3 separate regions of the Zea mays genome follow, and all the other regions are linked to region 2. Evidence: chromatin contacts called from public Hi-C data. All regions are on one chromosome and are shown on one strand. Each heading gives the region's core, a stretch centred on a gene start, on an enhancer-like site or on the middle of the called end of the contact. The rest is flanking DNA. Distances are from core to core; before and after follow the strand shown.

Region 1 (4,444 bases), core at 452-2,951, 130 kb before region 2:
GATATATGTACATGCCAGTATATTGACAAGGGTTGTCAGTATCTGTATAGACATAATCTCAAAAAAGGAGATAGAAACGTAGGTAGGGTTTGGATTTCATTATTAGCTTGGCTAGTAGTAGTAGTGGTCGAGATTGATATGTGAAAAGGAACAAGCATCATGTATTTATCTCAGTTTGTAGTATTTGCCTGCTTGCCTCCGCCACCCAATGCGTTTATTAGCGTTGTGGTGCGAAGCTAAGAGTTTTTGTTAATCTCCTCCTTAATTAGGAGCTTAATCTGATGTAAACAGAGTGTATGTATGTATGTATATACACACACAAGTATGGCGTATGTATATGTTTGTGTACCATCAGAAATTGAAGAAAGATATGGGGAAGAAATACCTTGTGGGGGTGTATGTAAGGCTATATCTAGCATTTTAGTTATCATCATCCCCATATTTAAACTCCACTCTATGGACAATATAGTTTACAGTACAAAATAATGTTTTGAGTGACCATATGAGTGAACTGTTAGAAACGGTCTAACTTACGACCTAAAAAAATGTTTGTCAATTTATATATGAGTGATAAGGTGCAATTTTCTTGAGTTGAGCTGTTTTTCTTTTGGCATGGTCAAATCGGCCGTACAATTTGAGAATGTTTGGCTGCAATATGATGATCTTCCGGCTGTAGTTCAAACAACTTGGAATCAGCCAACTCAACAACAAGACCCTGCCATGCAGCTAATGGCCAAATTTAAACGAACAAGAAAGGCAGTCAAATTATGACACAAGAGCCTACCTAACCTTGTAAGCACAATTGAGAACACCAAGCTTGTAGTGCAACCCCTGGACTATATTGAAGAAACTAGATATTTGACCATTCAAGAAAGAAACTTCAAGGACCTGATATTTCAACCACTACGGCTCAAACATCTCGTCCACAGGATGGGCTCGGGTAAGCATCCGAGCCCCCGACCCTGGCCTCGGCTCTCTGCTTAGTCAAAACATGGGATACAGGAACCAAACATCCTCCTCCTGATAAAAAACAACAGCTAGGACAGGGGCTATCCCGACGGCCATATGCTACAGGGGCTCGGATTTATGCCCTCCCCCCCTCAACATTACGGCGACCTTTGTACCCCTTGGCTCCTCCCTTTGTGGCTATAAAAGGAGGAGTCCAGAGTCCCCAGAAGACACAGGACAACACTTCACCGTTTGCCCTCCACTTTCGATATTGGCACTAGCCTCAATCAATCACAGAGATTTGAGATCCACTCCCTCTACCAACTTGTACCCCCTACTATGAGCACCTAGGCGCAAGATAATATAAGTCTTATCTCTCTCGCTGGAAGTAGGACCTTCTATTGCTCGAACCAGGATAAATCTTGTGTCTTTTTGCATCACTCATCTAAACCGGGACATGTAGCACAAATTCACTCGTTGGTTAGGACCCTCGGATCAAAACACTGATACCAAACAACTTTGCTTATACACAAAAATCAAAATGGATTCAATCCATATCTACCTAAAAGGAACACTGACAAGTAATAAGTGGGAGTGAATTACAACAAAAACAAACAATAAGCAAAAAATCTATTTTTCCTCAATTTTTTCCAGATAAATTATTTTTTTTCAACAAGTAGCGGCTATGCTATACCAAATACATGGCATGACATTTGGGTGCGAAGAAGGTAGCGTTCTGTCTAGGTAGTTGGCCCATCCTCCCGATGGCTGGCCGTCGCGAGGCCCAGCTGCACTTAGTTTGGCGTTGAATAATAGGCTGAATATAGATGAGTTAAAAAAATCTAATAAGTTGTACGAGTATATATTTATCAGTCTCCATTAGTTTTTGTTAGTCCATAAGTTATACATGTTTAGACCTTCTTTTTGCCGTTCAAAATTATGGACTAAAGTTTAGTTTAGTTAATGTAAACACGTACGAGCTACTTACTCTGTTACATAGTAGACGACTGACGATCCTTAATAGGATTATTTCCTATTAAGTTTAGTTTAGTTTTAGATTTATAAGTTATGCTATACAGCTATGGTACAAATAATGCTTTGGCTCAAACGAGGACCGTCCTTGCGAGTGCAAGTCCAGTCTGCCTCGTCGTGTTTGACAACACTTGGACAAAGAATGGATGGGACCACCAACGAACCTAACGGCCCTCCAACTAGCTCCCAACTGAAAGTAAAGCTACAGGCGATTTCGCAGGCGCTGCCCAAGGATAAAAATCACGCGCCTCAGGCGGTCGTGCCGTAGCGTATTTCGTAACAACGGGAAGGAAAGCACATCCGCGAAAAAGGCGCGCAAGCAGTTCCCGGGCGACTCAGGCAGCCCGCTCGCGTCGCCGTCCCGATGTCCCACTCCCACCCACTAGCTTTTTGAGCAGGACGAGCGCGACAACGCCAGAATATGCGCGTACAATGGACCTGTACTCATCTCCTTTTCTATCCTTAGAGCATCTCCATTAGTTAAATAAATAAGTCCCTAAATATAAACTTAATAAGTTTTCTATAAAAACTCTTGTCCAATAGTTATGTAAATCAGTTCTTTAAATTTACAAATTTCTTACAAAACTCAATTTCATCCCTAGATTTACCTAGATAGGACTCCATAAATCAACGTCGGTACTAAATCAATCACAAAAATCATACTTTTGCCACTGTTTTGCGTTGTCCCACTGTCCTATTACCACAAATCCATCTCCAGCGCAGATGCCTTGATGCCGCCATTGCTAGACACAACCTCTTATATCAAGACGTCGTCGTAACTATTGGAGATGTTCTTAAGGATCTCTCCTGAATATGATAGTTATTGTTTACAAACACCCATAATTACTTTATACACTCTGTTGGGGGGGCTCCGTAGGCGAAGGTCCTCGAAATACTAATCAACCAATAATTCTTAAGTTTGTTTTAGGTATAACTGTGTAAATGCCGAAGGAAACCTTCGTTCGGAGATGGTTAGCCATGATCACGACCGCAAAGGCGAAGCTATAAGCATCAGATCTACGCCATGCGCCTACAACGAAGAAGCTAACAAGAGAAGAGCGAGACCCCTAAGACTTGTTCCACAAGGTTATCAAAGAAAAATACGATAATACCCCTAATCATCTTTATAGTTCATATGTATAGACTTAAGATCGTAATTGTAATTTTGATGAAGATGTACCCCACGACACTATAAATAGGAGCACAATATCATGCATGGGACACTTTTTTGTTTGGGGCGAATTGGCTTGCTCGCTTTCTTGCCTTCACATTGTCATCTGTAAAGTAAAAGGTGTATTTGTAATTATTGATTATAATGCCAAGAATGAAGCAGTGTTTTAATACAAATCTATTTTATCTTCTACATTTCATAATTTATTCCTGTCGAAGTCATTTTATATTTCCTATCTTCTTCCTTTAATTAATCTCAAAAAAGAGTTAACTAAAGGACGAAGTCCAATATTAATTTTCTCGTGTTGTCTTGTTTTTATATCTTACAGGAATAAAAAACGAGGAACCAACACACTCGATGCTAATAATGCCCATATATTTTAAGAATGTTGTTCTTTTTGGTCAAATTTAAAATCTTAGAATCTATTTATTTTAGAATTGAGACAATATTTATTGATAGATTATAATTGGTTGGAAAATATACATGTGTGTTACAATGGAATAAAAGTTAGACGTTGCTTTACACTGTGTCATGTATTCTGTTCCATGATAGTAATCTAATGATTCGGTGTGGGTCGTGTTAGATTCTATGGTGCCTAGGATCGATTCCTAAGCCCCTAAAATACCAATCCGTAATTGTAAATCCTCGATTATGAGTAGATCTATTCTACTAGAGGAATAAGTGTACATACCTTCATTGATCGTAGCAGCCATCGCGGTGTCGTCCTGCAGTGAATATCCACCGCCTCCTCCTCCACCTCCCTACGTGTGGCGAGGAGATTGGTTCATGTCGTTGATCAGCGGTGAATCAACTCCTCCATTAGCACTTGCAGGGGAAGCTCCAATCCCGTTCTCATTGGGGAGACAGCAGGGATCGAAGCCATGAGCCACAACTCTTCCAATCACTACGAACGCCTAAGTGATGGGGACCTCTACAAAGTGTCGATTAAGGTTTTGTGGTCGAGTGATTAGCGTTGGCTAAACCCGTCGGCTCCCTTAATCTATTTATATGGCGTCATGTGACACAAGGAATTCACAAAGAATTTTTAAAACACAAAGAATTTATCCTAGTTCGGGTGTCTAATTAAACCCTATATCCGGTACTAGGTATCCAATTAAGTTCTTACAACAAGAGAAATTGAGTCATCGGAGATCACTATGCTACTGGTCTATGGTTTGGTCGGTTCCTATGAGTTTCATCCCTTCCACACAAGCTCACACCCAGTCTTCAATAGCAGAGGGCGATGGGAGTACAAGTTTGTCATGTACGGCCGCACTTACAGGCGCCGTCGTG
Region 2 (3,976 bases), core at 687-3,186:
TCTACACGTATATCATAACAATGTTTGGTTGCTTCACAGTTGCATGAAATTTAGCATGAAATGGGCATCAGGATAATATTTGTCGCTTGATTTATTTACTATTACACAGTTCTGATGTTCAACAAATCAAATAAACACCTCACATTAGTTCAGATGTTAAAGACTCCACCCATAGTTGTCAACTTTCAAGTAACTCCAATCAAATTAAAAAGTACAGAAAACCATCAAAGTTCCAATCATTGTATGGAAATCAAGGGTGAAATTGTACAGAGGAAGTCCTTTGCCATATATAAAAACTAACAGATGTGAGCAGAAAAAAGATTTTCTAACCTGTTTGCTGGAACTTTATTTGGTAAGATAAGATACCGAAGTCCATTCTTCAATTGACCACGAATTAGCTTCGGATGCTCAGGAAGCGGAGTGTTGAGAACATCTTCAAGCTCCTCCTTACTAATAGCATGATCCATGTCACGTGTATCAAGGGAAGTATCAGACCATGTTGGACTTGCAACATGTGGTTCATCAGGTCCAGCGGCGTGCAATATATGGCTAGGCTTGACCTGAAAATTATCAAAGAATTGATTTAGCAAAAGGATGTCCACATTCTACAGGGCCCTTAAAAGGACACAAAGATGACATGGACATGAGATCAGATTATATTCTGGAGCACAATGTAACCTTGTTGTTTCCTTAATTTTTTAGCAAAAACACTCCTTCTAATCTTTCTAAAAAATACAGGAGTAAGTGCATCGGAATTTGGAACGAACATATGACAGCCCTAGAAACTAAATAACACTATCAATACAACAAGAATGGTTGAGCTGCACCATCAAGATACTGATGAGATATGAAAACTATCCTGGCAAATTGATGCTTGTTACAATGATATGATACTTGGTACTACTGCACAAGACCTCTCACTAAGTTCGAATTTTGATGTTCATTGAACGATTAGGCTACCAGATATTCAAAAACAAATGTGATTGCTCCTTCTGTAGATTCCAGAGATGGGGAGAACCTTAATTTGTTTTATGATAAGAAAAGGCACGGTTCTACCACTTAATGTTGTACTGCCGAGGACAGATATTCCAATCCGAATATGTGCATTTATTGTTCTGAACTGACGATATGCCCGTTGCATCCATCACACACGATTGGCATGCAAGCAAAGAAAAGGTAGCCATGGAAGTAAGGCACTAAGCACCTCTTTAGTCCTTATCGCACTCAATGTCTCAATCCAAAACTAAGGAAATCGGCATCATGATTCCTAATCTGACAATTCACTTCAGCTGTCGATCCAAAGCAACAGATGAGAACGAACCTTGGACCCGCTCAACCGGCTGCGAAACGATAGTCCCGACGCGTGCGGGAGCGCGCACGGCGCGAACCTCGCGAGCCCCGACCTGCCCCGCCTACTCTTGGGGAAGCACGAGAGGCAACCGCCCTTCTCCTCGCCGACGCCCCAGGTCGACGCAGCCAACGCGGGCGCCGCGCCGAGTTCTTGCGCGCGTCTCCTCGACCTGCGAGGCACGCAATACGGCGATGAGAGCGAGCGGAGGGGCGACGCGAGCCCACCGATAGACCCAACAAATTGGAACCGGCACGGTCGGAAGCACGGGCCTGGATGAGACGGCGCGGCGGTGCGTGCAGCGGAGGGTGTTAGCCGCGACCGCGGAGGAGCGGAGCGGGAGAACGGGCCGGCGCGCGGCGGGGCGGAACGAGAGCGAGGAGCGGCGCGCGGCTGCGGCAGCAGCGAAGGGGTGGCGCGGGGCCAGGCGCGGCGGCGCGGAGGCCGCCGACGCCGCGACTGGCGGGAAGGGGGCCGAGGCCATCGGGGTGAGATGGCCGCGGGGGAGGGGAAGGGGAGGATAGGAGGACGCTCTCCTCTTTGTTTTGGATTTTGGTTTTGTGAAAGGGAAATGCAAGGCACGGCGTCCGCGTTGCTTCGCGGAGGCGAGGCGCAGCGCAAATATCGTGGCTCGGGCTGGCGGTGCTGCCGAGTTGTACTGTAGGTTGTGGTCGTGGCCTGGGTTTGGGCTTGGGGTTTTCTGCGCGCTTTTGGAGTGAGGATTGTGTTCAGCGTGACCACCGAGATATTTCAGACTTGTGATGTGATGACCGATGAGTGGCCGGCCATCCTTCGGGTCTTGTCATGTAGCATCAAAACGGATACTTATTTAAATATTTATTTTTTATTTTTTCTTGAAACTGCTACATAAAATCGTATCCTTGTCTTTAGTATTGAGCTTTTAAGATTTATAAAAGATAAATCTTAAATTTATTATATAACTTCTTAAATGAAAAATAAAATTCGGATACAAATACGTATTTATATTTTTTTCACTTTTTTGTTGTACATAGCAAATATTGGATAAGACAATTTATGCAGGATTCTATTCTTATTTATAATAGTGTGCTTGATAACATAAGAAGAGACCGGCATCAAATTTTATACATATTTATTCTAAAATATTAAATTTTCCCTAACAATTTAAATACTCACTTTTATCTCTATTGTCGAAAAGATAACAATGTATTCTGTCAGAGAGTAAATCTCCGGCCGGATGGCGGAGTGCACACACCCTAAATCCTAAGATGAGGGGGCTTAGGCGTTTTGCTTGACAGTTGGAATAAACGGGAAGAACTCAAGAACACACAAGGATTTAGAGTGGTTCGGGCCGCCGGAGCTTAATACCCTACTCCACTATGAGATGTATTGCTTGTGAGCTTGTATGAGCTTGCGAGTCTAGGTGTGATCTTAAAGGACTCTCCTGTGTAGCGTCGCATGCCTCCCCTTTTATAGCTGAAGGGGGCATGCACAAAAGTGCTGGGCCCCGACATGTGGGCTCAGGGACATAAAGAATATAGCGCTTGGAGCCACTAATGTTTGTTGCCGAGGCAATCTTCTTGTGTCCTGACGCCCGAGATCTCTGTATCCTCGGCGTGCAGGGGAAGCTTCTTGCAGAAGGGATGATGAGTACAGTGTGCCGCTCGGAACGGGCGCACTGTTCGCCAACAGACTGGTCAGCCTTGCCAAGGCCCGGTCCTTACTCGGAGGGACCTGGGGCTTACCCGAGGGACCCAGCATGCCCTCTTGGGAGCTCCGGACCCATTCGTACAGGGGTCCGGTGTCCTTCCGCGGAGGTCCGGACCTATCAATGCACCCTGGGGAGTCTTATCTTTCCTTGCCACGTGGTGCTCCTAGCCCTGCCCATGTGGTGGGGTCGGGCGCTACTCCTCGTGTGACCTGGGGGTGTCGTACGGGTACAGCGTCTTCATACTACAGAAGGGGGTACCCCTGTCTCGAGGTACCGACAGTGGCCTCGGGGCCCACCTCAGGGGAGGGTGCGAGCCTGTAGGTGGGGCCAAAACATGTATCCTGCGTAAGCATAGCGTGACTAGGGCATCTTCTTAGCGCGCGCCGTACTAACCCAGCGCGCGCATGCTGTCAGCTTGCTACTGGCCACACCAATCGTCGTGCCGGTTTTCGCGGTCGACCGGCGCGTGGCCCCCACGCATGGCGGTTCGGTCGTGCCCCGCATGCGTGGGGTGCTCTGCTGGCCTCGCCTATGTTGAGAATATCCTCCGGCGGTGGCCCCGAGGCGACATGGGAGCGAGCGCGGCGGTTTGCCTCTCCTACGCATGGAGGCCAGCGCCTCAGCCACGTGACTTGTGGGTTCGGGCCCCTCTGTCAGCGACTGAGTTGTTCGGGCGCTAGGTGTGCGCCAAGCGGATTTCTCCAGGGTGCGCGGGGAGCCCTTTCTTGAAAAAGGGGGTCTTCTGCGCGCAGTGGTTTCGCTTTCGCATTTTCCCCAACTGCTCTTCCCTTTCGCCTCCAAGCCTTCCACGTCCCTCCGCGTTCGTGCTCCCTAGTCTTTCGCCGCCGTGGTCGCCATGGCCACGCTGGTTCGTCCTGATCGCTACCAGATCGAGGAGGCGCTCGACTCAGTGTGTCGCCTGCTTGGATGGGGCACGT
Region 3 (4,530 bases), core at 1,081-3,580, 200 kb after region 2:
TTCCTCCCAGGGACATCCAACCTCCTCTCTGTGTCTTCCTCAAGAACTTGTACATGTAATACGGAGATAATGCTCGATATACAGTGGGTTCCCAGTGAATAATATTGTAAACACCAATAACGCTTATACATAGGAGCCATGTGACCACTACTGGAGCAAAAATGAAGCCAACCCGGTGTGTACCATAGTGTTGCAGTGCAAACAGGCAAACCAGTATGATACAGGCAATAGGAAGTTCCACATCTGCAGATTCACATTAGCAGAACTTCATACAGTTAGAAGGGACTTGGAACAGAACAGCACCTTATCGACACAAAAAGGAATCAGAATAAAGTAAAGTCATGCTTAACTTGACAAAGGAAAAAATTATTGATTTAAAAGTCAAGAATAAGGTCCTTTGCCTCACAATTTAGACCTTGACAAATGTGAACTTCTTTCAGCACAGGTGGCCCTTTTCCCAGGTTCCTGAATCTTACAACGTGGTACCATCTTTCTGCCATCCCACTTTCATATACTAAAACATAACATCAATTTGGGTAGCATATCTTACTTGAGAACCATTTTCCTTCCACTTTGACGAGTAGTTCAGTTTAAGACTGCTACCTACTATACCTTGAAACAAGTAAGTAGTTCCATGTATTGTAGCATGAATGCTGACCAAAAGTTCGATTTTGCTACACATAGAAACTGTCAGTATACATCACTACTAAAAGATCCATCATCTTTGATGATCTGTTCCTGTTCCTGGTCCCGGTTAAACAATTAAAGACCTTCCAGGATTAACTGTATACTACACCACATCTTTTGATTAAACAGAGAGATAACTCGAGGTGATTGTGTTCAACAGTTCACACCCTGCCATTACAACTTCTGCGAACCAAATTGTTCAGTTACATGGCATCTGATTTGACCACCTTTTCCTATGAGAAACTCCAAATACCACAAATCCACTCTTGCACACATCTCACAGTTAAGAAGTCGCTGAAACCAAGTCCGGAACACAATTGTATGATTGCATCAGGAAACTTTAAGGTGGACCCTGATGCATTTAACTAACAACTTGAATCGATGAACAGTACCTATAAAGCTACAAAGACAAATCTAGACTCAACAAATACAAAATCAATAGGAGGGCGATGATTGGATCCTTACACTTATGATGTTCCTTCTCCATGGACAGCTCCAGCCCGGAAACTGCAGAGAACACTGCAACAGCAGAGCAGCATGTCAGAATCAGAACTACACAGCACAGCAACACAGCCCAAACAAGTCGAGAGCAGCGGAGCCCATCAGCCATCAGGCAAGGCGAAAGGCGTTCGTTGACTCACTCACCGGAGATGGCCGGCGTGAGCACACCGTCGCCGATCACCATGCAGGTGCCCACCAGCGCCAGCACGAGCAGCACACGCTGCAGCACCTTGTGCCGCTCCAGCAGCCTCCTGACGCTGGCAGCAGCGCCCCCGCCCAGCGTCACTGCATTGCCGTTCTGCGCCGTAGCCTTCTTGGTGCCACCGTCGGCTCCGTCCAAGAACTGGTCCTCGTCCCCGGCGGCGGTTCGTCCTGGCGGGAGGAGCGCGGCGCGCGCGTGGCGGCAGAGGAGGGAGTAGAGCGCGAAGGTGCCTCCTTCGCCGTGGTCGTCGGCGCGGAGGACGACGCAGACGTACTTGAGGAGCGGGACGAGCGTGAGCGTCCAGAAGACGAAGGAGAGCACGCCGAGGATCTCCTCGTTGCTCTCCGTGTGCTGGATGTCCTCCGCGAACGCCGCCTTGTACACGTACAGCGGCGACGTGCTGAGGTCGCCGTAAACCACGCCAAGGCTCTGGTACGCCAGGCTCAGCGTCATCCGCCATGGCACCCCGTTCCGTCCTCCCCGCTTCTCCTCCTGCGGGCACAGCACAGCCACACAAACAAAAGAAATCAGCACATTTCAGGACCGGAACCCTCCAAGATCGCAAGAAAACCGACGGACAAGGGCATTCTGAGATTCAGGAGCCACGGCGACGGCGAACAAGAGCCGCCCGACAAGATTGGACCTTCGAAACACCAGGCAACCCCGGTCCACCATACCTCGTCATCGGGAGGAGTGCCCGGCAGCGGCGGCGATGGCGGCGCCTCGGGATCCATGACAGGAGGGCTCTTCATCGCGGCCTCCACCGCCCGGTAACTCCGGTCTGCTCTTGTAACCGAAGAGAAGAAGAGAGACACTTGAGGACTAGTGGGGAAGTTGGGATTAGGTGAAGGTGACGGCGTCGCACAGCGGCCTCACCCCGGTTCTTGGTTTCTCGGGCGTTAGGAATTTGAGCAGGAGGCGTGACAGGATGTGATTCGGTGAGTATATTTGAAGGCCCTGAGGTTTTTAAGGTGGTCAAAGCAACAAAACAGGGGCAAGCTACATTGGCGTGAGGGACAACCAGAAACCGCAGGGGCCAGGCCGCCAGGGGACGGAGGAAGCGGAAGGAAGGAGACGAGAAGTGGAGAACGCGGGAGAGAGAAATAGAGAATATAGGGGTGGCGAGTGGGACACAAAGGGCTAGTCCAAAAACCGGAGATAATTAGAGAGAATAAAATCTCTTTTTTAAGGTTAGTTTGACCATTTTATTTTTCTAAAGAATTTTTATTTTTAAAAATAAATTAGTTTATTTTTATTTTTAAAAATAAATTAGTTTATTTTTATTTTAATAAAATAAAAATCTCTTAAAAATAGGATTATCAAATTAGTTTTTATTTAAAATTAAATAAGCAGTAGATTTTAGCATCACCAATCTCGTTTGATTCTCTAGCTTCCCAACTACTCCGAAGAGAAGAGACGAAGGGATCATAAAAAAGAAGCGGAGAAAGTGGCGCTTTTCCCTTTTGCCAAAGGGCGTGTCTGGTTGCTTGGTGTGGCCCTCACGTCCTTATGCCAGAAGTCTTCTAAAATCTTACTCTGGTCTAATGAAAACTATTTAGATTTTCTCTTCTAAACTTTCAAGCTCTAATAATTATAAAGTGATTCTATCTCTAAAAGTTTTAAAGCACTTTAGTTTAGTTTTTAAGCTCTCTAATATAAGATAGACTAAAAATAAGAGGAAAATTTAGAGTTTAATGGGTACTAATTTTTAGTCCCTCTACTTTATTATATTTTTATCTTTAAATTGCCAAATAAGTAAACTAAAACTCTATTTTAATTTTCATATTTAGCAATTTAGGAACTAAAATATAATAAAATGTAGAGGTTAAAAATTAGTCCTTATAAACCAAACATCCCCTTAGATTGTTTGTATAGAGCTTTAATTAAAAACTTAAGTTTCGATTAGATAATATAAACAGACTTTAAATTACCATTTATCGGGCTATTTGCATAAAATTGGTTTCTATATCTTTTTGCTCTCTGATAGTTTTATATATCTTATTGTACTTTTCGTGTACTTTAGAGGATCATTTTTTTATTCTTGACAGGCACAGATCTGAAATAAAAGGCCAGTATATTTCGATAACCAAATAAAACTGTTAGAGAATATTTTTTTCACACAAATCTCTATTCATATCAATTATTCAAAAAGGATATAAAGAGTGGCTTGTAGTTGCTCTCATCTCTATCATTGCAAATACTGGATACCCCATCCTATACGTTATTATAGGTAACATTTATTATCTAAAACAGATGATAGCACCTTTAGATATAATATACAAAATAATAAAGAAGTGAAAATTATATAGTCAAGAAAAACCGTTTTTGTTGTTAATAAATTTCTACTCTTATAAAGCACCAGTTTTTCTGGTTTCCATTGCCTTCTATTTTATAAAAAATTTCTTATAGCGAATCAAATAGTAGGCCACTGATCATTAATAGCTCCAGGATCATTATAGAATATATAAAATGAGTAATAATCTTTTGTACGATTATCTAGTCATATTAAAGAATCAAACAGTTTTACTAAAGTTATATATGAAAAAAATGTGGGTCATGTCTTTTAAGTAAATTCTTTGTCCGCCAGTGTATGGAAGTTGGTCTATTCCTTTTTGAATTCGATATGGATCTATATATTTGAGTGGTGTTAAATGATAGTTGTAGCTTTCACATGACATGTATCGTTAAACGCAATAATGCATGGTGGAGATTTAGACAATTTTGTTTATTGCTAGAAGCTTCATGTGGGGCAGACGTTTCCACGGTAGATTATACTACCTTTAAAGTACATCGGCATGCGATCATTTTGCTATTAGTGCATCACAGTACGATTGGAACCTGTTATTTTATCATCAAAGGCGATGTTGCTCCGAGACACAGAGCATCCTATAGTTTGTTAAAAAAAATACTATTCTGACCAAATACTTCAATAGAAGAGATTTCCGAAAGAAAAAACCTGTAATATAGAAAGGGTTCTATGTAAAAAAAAGGTAAAAAACACCATAAAATTAAACTTTGCTTGATATTTCAATCTAGCAAGCATGTGTGAAAATTCCGTATCATTTCATTTATTCTCTTGATTTAACATGTTATTGTCTTATTAGGAATACATGTTTTAAGACGACATATTTTACTATTAC

What was found. Hi-C and Micro-C count contacts between places; a contact is called where the count stands out from the background.
Region 1: a contact with region 2 is called in a Hi-C map of leaf, with 1.9 times the contacts expected there. The contact joins the enhancer-like site here to the promoter of LOC103638768 in region 2. A contact is called at or near these places in 3 of 25 Hi-C or Micro-C datasets (all in leaf).
Region 3: a contact with region 2 is called in a Hi-C map of leaf, with 2.6 times the contacts expected there. The contact joins the promoter of LOC100281081 here to the promoter of LOC103638768 in region 2. A contact is called at or near these places in 16 of 25 Hi-C or Micro-C datasets (bundle sheath, ear, endosperm and 6 more) and 1 of 3 datasets of contacts at active chromatin or transcription factors (leaf).

Annotation. Positions count from the first base shown.
Region 1 is chr9:104,313,903-104,318,346 of Zm-B73-REFERENCE-NAM-5.0, reverse strand. It overlaps LOC103638770, which reads left to right. Exons shown (of 4, transcript XM_020544073.3): 4 at 1-399. Among protein-coding and RNA genes, the nearest start is that of LOC103638770, 7.1 kb to the left of the region's middle. Within about 2 kb of position 1,701, at least 16 of the 20 cell types and tissues checked have an H3K27ac peak or open chromatin away from gene starts, as enhancers often do. A contact at or near this core is called in leaf, where this site is marked.
Region 2 is chr9:104,183,526-104,187,501 of Zm-B73-REFERENCE-NAM-5.0, reverse strand. LOC103638768 (Stromal processing peptidase chloroplastic) reads right to left here and starts at 1,936. Exons shown (of 25, transcript XM_008661586.3): 1 at 1,621-1,936; 2 at 1,322-1,520; 3 at 331-560. The coding sequence starts at 1,832.
Region 3 is chr9:103,979,048-103,983,577 of Zm-B73-REFERENCE-NAM-5.0, reverse strand. LOC100281081 (potassium transporter 10) reads right to left here and starts at 2,330. Exons shown (of 9, transcript NM_001154000.2): 1 at 2,068-2,330; 2 at 1,333-1,882; 3 at 1,153-1,206; 4 at 1-243. The coding sequence starts at 2,142.